Regions from separate parts of the Mus musculus genome. Here region 2 is linked to region 1. The links are chromatin contacts, called in public HiChIP or PLAC-seq maps. All regions are on one chromosome and are shown on one strand. Each heading gives the region's core, a stretch centred on a gene start, on an enhancer-like site or on the middle of the called end of the contact. The rest is flanking DNA. Distances are from core to core; before and after follow the strand shown. Region 1 overlaps Gabrb2 (gamma-aminobutyric acid (GABA) A receptor, subunit beta 2). Region 2 has its middle 58 kb from the start of Atp10b.

Region 1 (4,440 bases), core at 783-3,282:
CACAAGTTAAGCACATGTAACAAGCAATGCCATCTCAAAGATATTTACATAAAATTAATCAGTGAAATCCTATAGGCCAGCTAAATGAACTAGTTTTATATAATGTGAAGAAGTAATTTGGAAATAACGATGAGTTAGAATATAAGCATGCAATTAGTTTCTATATAAGTGTGTGTAAATTTAATTACCCCTAGAAGCTGTCTTTTTAAAATGAGTAAAAATATGCACAAAGTTTCATAAATGCTCTGTCTGCTCAGAGCAGTGATTTAGACTCTTGCTGCTTGCCACAGTTAAAATTTTTCTCGGAGGCAGAAAATATCACACAGTCCAGCTTCTTGCTGTACTGAACACTGAGTTAAAATGGTCAACTTCTAACTATGGACTGGGATAAGATACAAAAGTGCTCCAAAGCATGGGTGGAAAAAGCAGACTCAAGCTTCTCCTTACCCTTAAATGCAGATGTCTAGGATGCAGAAAGATTACAGAATCAACATTTTAGCCCCTCCCCCCAGCATGGCAGATGACTAACTCACGATCATGAAATCCATTGTGCTAAAAAAGCAAACACATTACAAAACAGGCCAGCATCATATATAGAATCAACATTCACACCTAAAGGCATGCTTGCTCACTCTCTTTCTTTCATAGTCTCACTCTCTCTTTCACACACACACACACACACACACGTCTTGCTTCCTGTATGGCCTTTGGCCTTCTGCCAGAAGCTAAGTTTCCAATTCTGACAATCCTGCTTCAAAGCAAAAACAAGCAAACAAACTCCACAGTCCGACCTTCTTACACATGATCTTAGCCAAAAGGCTGAGAAGCAATAGTCTGACGTTCCTAATGCAGTCAGTCTTCATGGCCACATTCCACATTCACTTATCAACTATAAGGGATAGTATTCATGAGTGTCAAGGACAACTGGGCCATTTTATCACATGCTGTCACCTTCACATTCTTTCTAAGGCTTGTGTTAACCTTTGCACCAATTTCGTACCAAATCAAATGCCTGAACAGTCTGTGATTTCCTTCCAGGGTATTAGTACTGTTTTTGTTGACAAATCACACTTTTCCCTAAACATGTTCTCAAGGATTTCGAGATAGATGTAAGAAAGTGACAGCATTAAGGTGGAGAGAATGTGTCAATGTTTGCCTGGACCAAATTTCAAATACTACTCTAGCAACTTTGTCAAGATCATTGATTGGTTGATTGAAGTATGATCCTGCTTAGCATGCCTAAGGTGAGCCTCAAACATGAAGTCCAGCCAGGCTGGATCTGCCGACACTTACAGCTTTCAATCTCCAATGTACAGTTTTGTTCATCCAGTGGATACCGCCTTAGGTCCATCATGCAGGCAGCCGTAGTTGTGATTCTAGAAGAGAATTGGCAATATGAGTTGTTAGTGCTTAATGCCAAGTGCAGAAGAGAAAAAAAAAACAACAAACAAAAAATAACCCTCTTAGAGACTTAATCCTAGCCTTAGCATCCATACAAGGGAATGATCTTCTTTTGGAAAGTATTTTCCTTCACACTTCTTCTTCTGGCTCCTAAAGAGATTTGATTATGTAAGTATTCAATGGGTCACTAACAACTTCAACCAAAATTACCTAAATGTGTTTCAAATGCAATTCATTGAAGTCTCCAGAGTGCCTTTGGGGCATTCTAGTTGTATCTCAGGTGACTGGAGATGGTGACAAAATATTCTAATGACTCTCACATTTGCTTTACTCCATCATTTTGCAAAATGTTAAAGTCTAATCTTCTACCAAGATTACTTTGGATCCATAATTTTTTATGCTTAAAACCATACTGTACTTTGTAAGCATCTTCACTAATATACAGCCCACATGAGCCTTCTATCTATGCCTAATCATTTTGTCCTAAATAATCTGATGTACTCTTGGCTACTTAGAAAGAGAAGAAAGAATGGAAGTTCATATTTTTGGATTTGACAACCTACTTTTGCTCAACTGTAGGAGCTCAGAGCTCAGCTAGAAACTGAAAAATGAGACAGAGCTCTACTCTGGAGGAAATAGCCTAGACTGTACTTTCCAAACTGCACCTATATCATATGGAACTAAACCAAGAAGCCACGGAGCCTCATTCCAGGAATATACTTGGGTGAATCTGAAAAACTGGAGGTGTAGACTGGGAATATGTTATTGCTTATTCATAATGATGTTTCTTAATTTAGTTTTCTTTTCTGTAGTACAAAAATGCTTCCCAGAGCAGGTTTCTTATTGATTTCTTCCTTGTTTCGTGAGTCCTGCAGGTCGCTCTGCCTCAATTCTCTACTATCCCACTTTCTCCTATAAGTCTGTCCCCATTGGTTCCCCTACAAGACAGTGCAGAAGCTGGACCTCAGTCCTTTCCATCTGTGTCCCTGATTCCATCCTCCACACAAAACACAGAGTACATCTCATCTGTGAAAAATATAGTGGCTATTCTAAGAGAATCCAAACTGACTTTGGCTGACTCTTTCTCACATGTTTTGTTTCTCTTCTCCTTTCCCACTAGCCTCTCCTATTGTTTTCTCACAATGCCTTTCCACCCCCACCTTTGTTCTCTATGTCTATAACACACCTCCCCCCTTGTTCCCCTCCCTTCCATCACTCAAATCCTTCCCTCTCAGAGAAGCTCCTACAGAACAGCCTATCCAGAGTGACTGTCTTAACTTAGGCTCCATCTTGGCTTTCTGTTCACTGCCTTCAAGCAATTACCACAATCTGGAATTAGCTTGTTAATTGTTTTCTCAGAAGAGTCTTTTTCTTTCAATAAAATTTAAGCTGCTTATGAGCATAGACTGTTCAATTCAGGGCAAAGGCATTCAATAAATATCGGTTGAACGAGAAAAAACATTAATTTATAATGAGGCAAGCAGTTAGATTTGCTCATTATAAGACTTTGTATTTGGAAGAGTATTTTATTGCTTTAAGTCTGTTTTGACTGAAAATGGCACTGTGTCTTAGGTTAGAGATGTCCCTTTTGTAGGTTGAACAAGAAATGGAATTTAATCAATTTAAATTACATGAAGAAAATTATTTTAAGGTTATTTTTATCAATTTGACTGTTTCAGCTTTCAATGAGATTTATGTTGCATTTAAATTCTACAAATTACATTAAAATGAATATTCACATTTAATATTCTTGTAACATGGTACTTGGATGGGTTTCTTCTTGGCCTACTGTTTCCTCTTAAAATTTTGTATGGCATTATAGATTGATACACTCTGAATTTCCTCTAACCTACAGTTTACAAGAGGAAATGAAATTTAGGAAATGGTAGATGAGCCATAAGCCAGTGCTGTTCTGGAAAGTCGTTACGTGGATTCCTCTCCCTAGAAACTAGGGCAAATAACTTACTGAGTCTGGTAAACCAACACAAAAGACAAGACTGTTTCAGGGACGTAATTACAATTTCAAAAAATAAGAGAAACTGGTACAGAAAGCCAGCTGTGTAATTGAGGTGAAGTTTGTAATTAATACTACAGCTTGTAGTTCACACCTCTGCTAATACATATTCATACCAATTAATAACCGTGAACTATTCTGTATACACTAAGATAAACAAGTCCCCTGATGCTATTACAGAAGGAATGTGTTTTCTTCATGTTTTCAGAATAAAGTGAAAGGAAGGATGACTGACACTGTAACTCTGTCAATAGAATGCTCACCTAGCATATATACAGCCCTGGGTTCTATTTCCAGAACAGGACTGTAGCTGAAAAACCAGAAGTTTAAGATCAAATGTAGTAAGTTTGAAGCCAGATTGGGGTACACAAGCCATTGTGTAAACAACAACAACAGTAACAGCAATGACGACAACAACAAAAGTATTTTTTTCTTCTAATATTCATACTATTTATTATTTATTTTACTCCTTTTTTAACATTATAACTCAGGTAGTAGATCCTATGGATATTTAATATTTAATGTTTGTAGTTTGGATCTTCTATTGGAGTAAATTCAAAACTCTGGGACTAAATCTTGATCATGTCTACAAGAACTAGTCATGCCTCTGATAATATACTGGCATTCTATGCCTACTGGAAATACTTGCCAAATGACTTGGCTGTAGGATGAAAAATGGAAGGGATGTGCAACTTAAAAAGTGCTCTTCAACTTTTGTATTAGTCTGCAATGAGCAGATATCAAATCAACTCATTTCACCACGTTTCACTGAAAAGTAAAAAGTACCTGCTTGCCCAAATGAAATGCAAATTCCCACACATGCGTCCATTATCAGTAAGGCTGAACCATAACTATGAATATAATAGTGATACCATCTAAATATATAACATTGTTACATTTATGTGTATATATCATAAACCTAGATATTTCCAAAGTGTCCATCTTTGTCTTATCTTGTATTTAAAAGAAATGTTCTTGACATGTGCCACTAACTCACAATTAAAATAATCACAAGCCACCAAACA
Region 2 (4,440 bases), core at 594-3,093, 560 kb before region 1:
CGACTCCTCTACCCCTGCGTGGGATATGAGTCATCCCCAGAGCTCTGGCTTTCCCCGAATAAAGCCTCATGTGGTTTGAACAAGCTCGGTCTATCGTGAGTTCTTGGGTGTCCGCTCTTGTCCTGAGGCCTGAGTGAGGGGCTCCTCTCGGAGTCTTTCAGTACAATATTGGACCAGCTGTCCACCTTTCTGGCCTGGTTTCTCCTATGTAAAATCTAGTGGATGATAACTGGCAGAGCACCTCTACATCACATGCTAGTGCTGATTGATGACTTAGTAGTCGCTCTTTGGCATGCTGCTCATGTGGGACTCTCAGATACCCTACACCTTGCTCATATGCCTTGAGCATGGTGGGTGGAACAGGAGCAAGTTTGCCATAGATTTGACAAACCAAGACTGAATGAGCAGTAAACATTGACAGGTTTATCATCTTTGTTTACTTGCTCAGTCACTTGCAAAATGATTTCTATTTTCGATTTATATTGGCTGCTGGAATAAATTATCACACTCATCATGAATCTTCATTTTTAAGCTATGGGGGGTGTGGGGGGGTAAATGAACTTTTTTGGCTAGACCCATGAGCAAAGAGCTTGTAGAACAAACCTTATCCTAAGCCCATAGGGGCTCTTTAATTCCAAAGTTTCTTTCATTTTTTTTCCAAATTAAAAAAAAAAATCTTCAAATCTTCCATCTCAATCTCTTTCTCAATGTGATGCTCTCCTCCCCTGTCCCCCAAATTATTCAAATGACTAAAGTACTGGAAGGATAGGTAGGGGAGGACTTGTTAATAGGCAGCCTTTCCTTTACCGTGGATGAAGAACCATTTTTGACTTTAAGATAGTGTGAAAGCAATACTCATTCATTAAAAAGTGCAATTTGAATTGTGATCTTTTCCTAAACTAGTGGTGTTAGTACTCTGCTCTCTCATGATGCTGGGCAGCAGCAGGAAGCTACAGCTCCGGGTTATTCACGTGACTACTAGAGAGAACAACAGATGCTCTGTAGAGTGGGCTGGGCTGCTCCACTGTGATTTTCAGTAGCTTAGGTGGATTGCATGCGTTTGGGGCTGCATCATACATGAGTTTATTGGGGCACATCATATGTAAAGCAGAGAGCAAACGAATTTTTGAAAATGTAAAACTCAGGTGTGTGTGTGTGTGTGTGTGTGTGTGTGTGTGTTCTGGGAAGCATGTCCAAGGCCTTGAGCATGTGACTATGTGTTCATCACTGAGCCATACTCCAGAACCTCGAGTTTTGTAGTTTGGAACATGTAAAAGCTTAAAAGCTTAAAATCAGATGGTTGAACTGCTTAAAAGCAGAACCTGCGACGTCAAGGGGATTTGAATTTTCCCTGACATGTGCAAATGCATTGATAGAGAAGCTTCTTGGGCAAACTGAGTGATCGCACTTCTGTAAAGCAGAGGCTGTGGATTTGGGATAGGAAGACAGCTGGCAGCTCTCCATAGCATATACTTTGGGATCAGATCCAGCATGCTCATGGTAAGGGGGACTGCGTGGTTGCTAGCTAGCTCGGTTGCATTTTTTTTTCAACCTGTATCTCTCAGCACCCATGGTTTGCTGTATAAATTGCATTTCTATGCAAGATCTACTGTGAACAAACATAAGCTTGAAAATCAAGCATCCAGACAAACATACAGGTTTATGTAACAGCCACTTAAATTACCGAGTGCTCCATGGGAATATGGAGAAAAAATTGATTCAAAAGTTTGGACCATTTTCTGGAGGTTCAGTCTAAGTGAAGCTGTTCAAACATCACCGAGAGGAGCATCATGCTCTCTTCTGGATATATACCATGGGTGGGTGGAACTGAGTATGCTAACTCCTAATTCCTGGCTTTGAGTTTGCCCACGTGTAAAAAGCACTCCACTGATTTTGAATACCATTCTGGAACCACCCTCAGTGTTTACACAGAAAATAGCAGGCTTGCTCCCGAGCCGGTAGGAGGGCTGAAGAAATAGCAAGTGCTCGGAATCAATTAGCTTTGATTTATAAAGCAGCATCGCTGACATGCGTGATAATTAAAATATCAGATTGGTTATTATTCTATTTACTTTGCTGCACAACACACACTAACTGGCAGGGGAAGGTGTCATCCCCACAGTGATCTGAAGATTGTTTGGAGCTCCTTACCAGAATTCAATGGGGCAGCTATATGGGAGAGAAGTGACTTTGAATACCAATGAAGTTTAATTTAAAAATTGCTTACCATTTATTCAATATCTATTGCATGGTGTATATTATACTGGTAATAATAATAATGATAACAGCTAAGATTTATTGAATTTCCATTTTTTTGCCAGCAACTGGTATTAATGTTCTGCATGTGTTAACTCACATAACAACCTGTAGAAATAGTGTTCTTTCTGACTCCATTATTAGGATGAGGAAACCTAGGCACAGAGTGTCACAAAGTAAACCGATTCAGGTTGAACTATTGTATGCCTTGCTTCACATCCTATCACCTGCATTAGTATTTTTTTATGGTACTCGGTTCTTTAAAGAGCATATGCCTTCAAACCTTTGCAATAATCCCACTTCACAGAAAATTGAAGATGCCAGAAGTTTAGCTCCTTGGTCATATTTCTGAGACACTAATCAAATGATCTTTTAGATAGGATTTTCTGCTGAAGTTTCTATTAGCAAGGTGATTCATAGATAATACAGAGAACAGCTTTTTCTATGTAGAGAAAGCTGATATCAATGAAACCTGTGAAGGTCAGCAAGATGGCTCAGCCAATCAGAGCCAAGCCTAATGACCCCAGTCCTCAGGATCCACGTGGTGGAAGGAAAAAACTAACTCCATGAGATCGTCTTGTGATCACCATGCGGGAGCCATGGCACATGCCCCTCTCCCCAGAATAAACAAATCTGCAGCTTTTGAACACCTGCTTAACTTCCATGGTAGACGATAGTTGCTAGGGAGCAAATGTTTCACTTTACTGTTGTCTTATCTGGCTCAGGGTTTCACAGTGGCTTGGTCAGGAAAGAGACTCTGAAAACTCAAACAAGCTTTCAAAGATACGTAGTTAGATAGACAAATAAAGATGTTTGAGTCAAGGGTGGGGCATAGGAACATTCTATGCAAATAAAAGATATGCTGAGATGCTGCCTTCCGACAAGTAGGCTCAGATGACCTCCGTGTTGTTCCTCAGACAAAATAATTGGCTCAACCCAGTCCATACTTATTAATGAAGATCACCCCCCCCAAAGCCATCCTCTCACTGATGCTTGATAGATAGAGAAGCACTCGTTGCCTTTGAGTTCTTTGTGGGTGTTCAGGCTGACTGTTGGATAACTGTGGTTTCCTAAACATGACAGGATGGAGCTGGCACTACTGGAAACAGGCATTGGTAGACTTGCTGTCTTCACTTAGCATTTCAGGGATAGTCAGGTAGGCAGACATGGGGGTGGGAACACACATGTATATGTGAGCGTACATGTAAGCATACTAATTTAGATTTCAGAAAATCTTGTGATTCAATCTAACCAATTTGCTTTTATCAGAGCTTTAAGGAATTCTCACAGCTATCAGTAATGTAGCCTTTTCCACCTATTTTTCCTGTTAGCTATTATGCACAATTTTCTTGTGGGAATTCTAAAGATTTTAAGCTGGGTTTGGTACTCTTCGGGTACAAAACTTTCAAGTCTACAACAGCCATCAAAAAGCAGCAGCTTGATCCATAGTAAATTATTATACAATCATTAGAATTCCTTTTGAATCATAAAAATTACAACTCAAGAATCTCTAACGCTTGCCTTTCAGGGTTCTTTTAAGGCCTAATTATTTTCTCTTGAATGTGCCTTGTTATCTAGCTTTGAATAGAATTCTAGGCATAGGTAATATTAACTATTATGTACCCTGCATAATAAGGCCAGTTTTGGCCAGCTATCTGTCTGGTAGATCCATCTGTATTGTAATTTCTTCAAAGCCACTCTTGGAGTGATAGTTCACTTTCTGAATAACACTTCAGTCCTTTAACAGTGTCATGAAGAGAGAGAGTACAACTTAGCACAATAACTTATTCTGAGCTCAAATCTAGGAAAACAGTTGTGTCCATCATGAATGATGCATTTGTCATCATTTTCCTCAGTGAAGGTATAAAGTTTACCTTTTATGAGTGCTGTTTCCCAACATGATTTACAGAACCTAGCAAGGCATGAGCATGCATCCAAGATCTTTCTAAATCTGGTGTTTTCAAATGCTATACTTATGACCTTAAGGGTCGTCTTATAGGACCATGTATTCAAGCCTTGATTGCAACCCTACACAGCATTATTGTGAAGTGATAGAACATTTAGGGAATGAGACCAGGTGAAAGAAGGTTTGATCACTTAAGCTATCTCTTTGAAGAAGGTATTGAGATAGCAGCCTGCCCTTCCTTCCTTCCTTCCTTCCTTCCTTCCTTCCTTCCTGTTATG

Evidence for each region. HiChIP or PLAC-seq counts read pairs in DNA pulled down with a chosen protein or histone mark.
Region 2: an H3K27ac HiChIP or PLAC-seq map of SST interneurons shows a contact between it and region 1, with 4 times the contacts expected there. The contact joins two enhancer-like sites. A contact is called at or near these places in 2 of 484 Hi-C or Micro-C datasets (cerebral cortex and cortical neurons) and 1 of 115 datasets of contacts at active chromatin or transcription factors (SST interneurons).

What each region holds. Positions count from the first base shown.
Region 1 is chr11:42,526,348-42,530,787 of GRCm38.p6, reverse strand. Gabrb2 (gamma-aminobutyric acid (GABA) A receptor, subunit beta 2) reads right to left here. Exons shown (of 9, transcript NM_001362647.2): 5 at 1,294-1,376. Among named protein-coding and RNA genes, the nearest start is that of Gm34591, 110 kb to the right of the region's middle. Within about 2 kb of position 2,032, at least 8 of the 459 cell types and tissues checked have an H3K27ac peak or open chromatin away from gene starts, as enhancers often do. A contact at or near this core is called in SST interneurons, where this site is marked.
Region 2 is chr11:43,089,719-43,094,158 of GRCm38.p6, reverse strand. It overlaps a transcript of Atp10b not described here. Among named protein-coding and RNA genes, the nearest start is that of Atp10b, 58 kb to the left of the region's middle. Within about 2 kb of position 1,843, at least 20 of the 459 cell types and tissues checked have an H3K27ac peak or open chromatin away from gene starts, as enhancers often do. A contact at or near this core is called in SST interneurons, where this site is marked.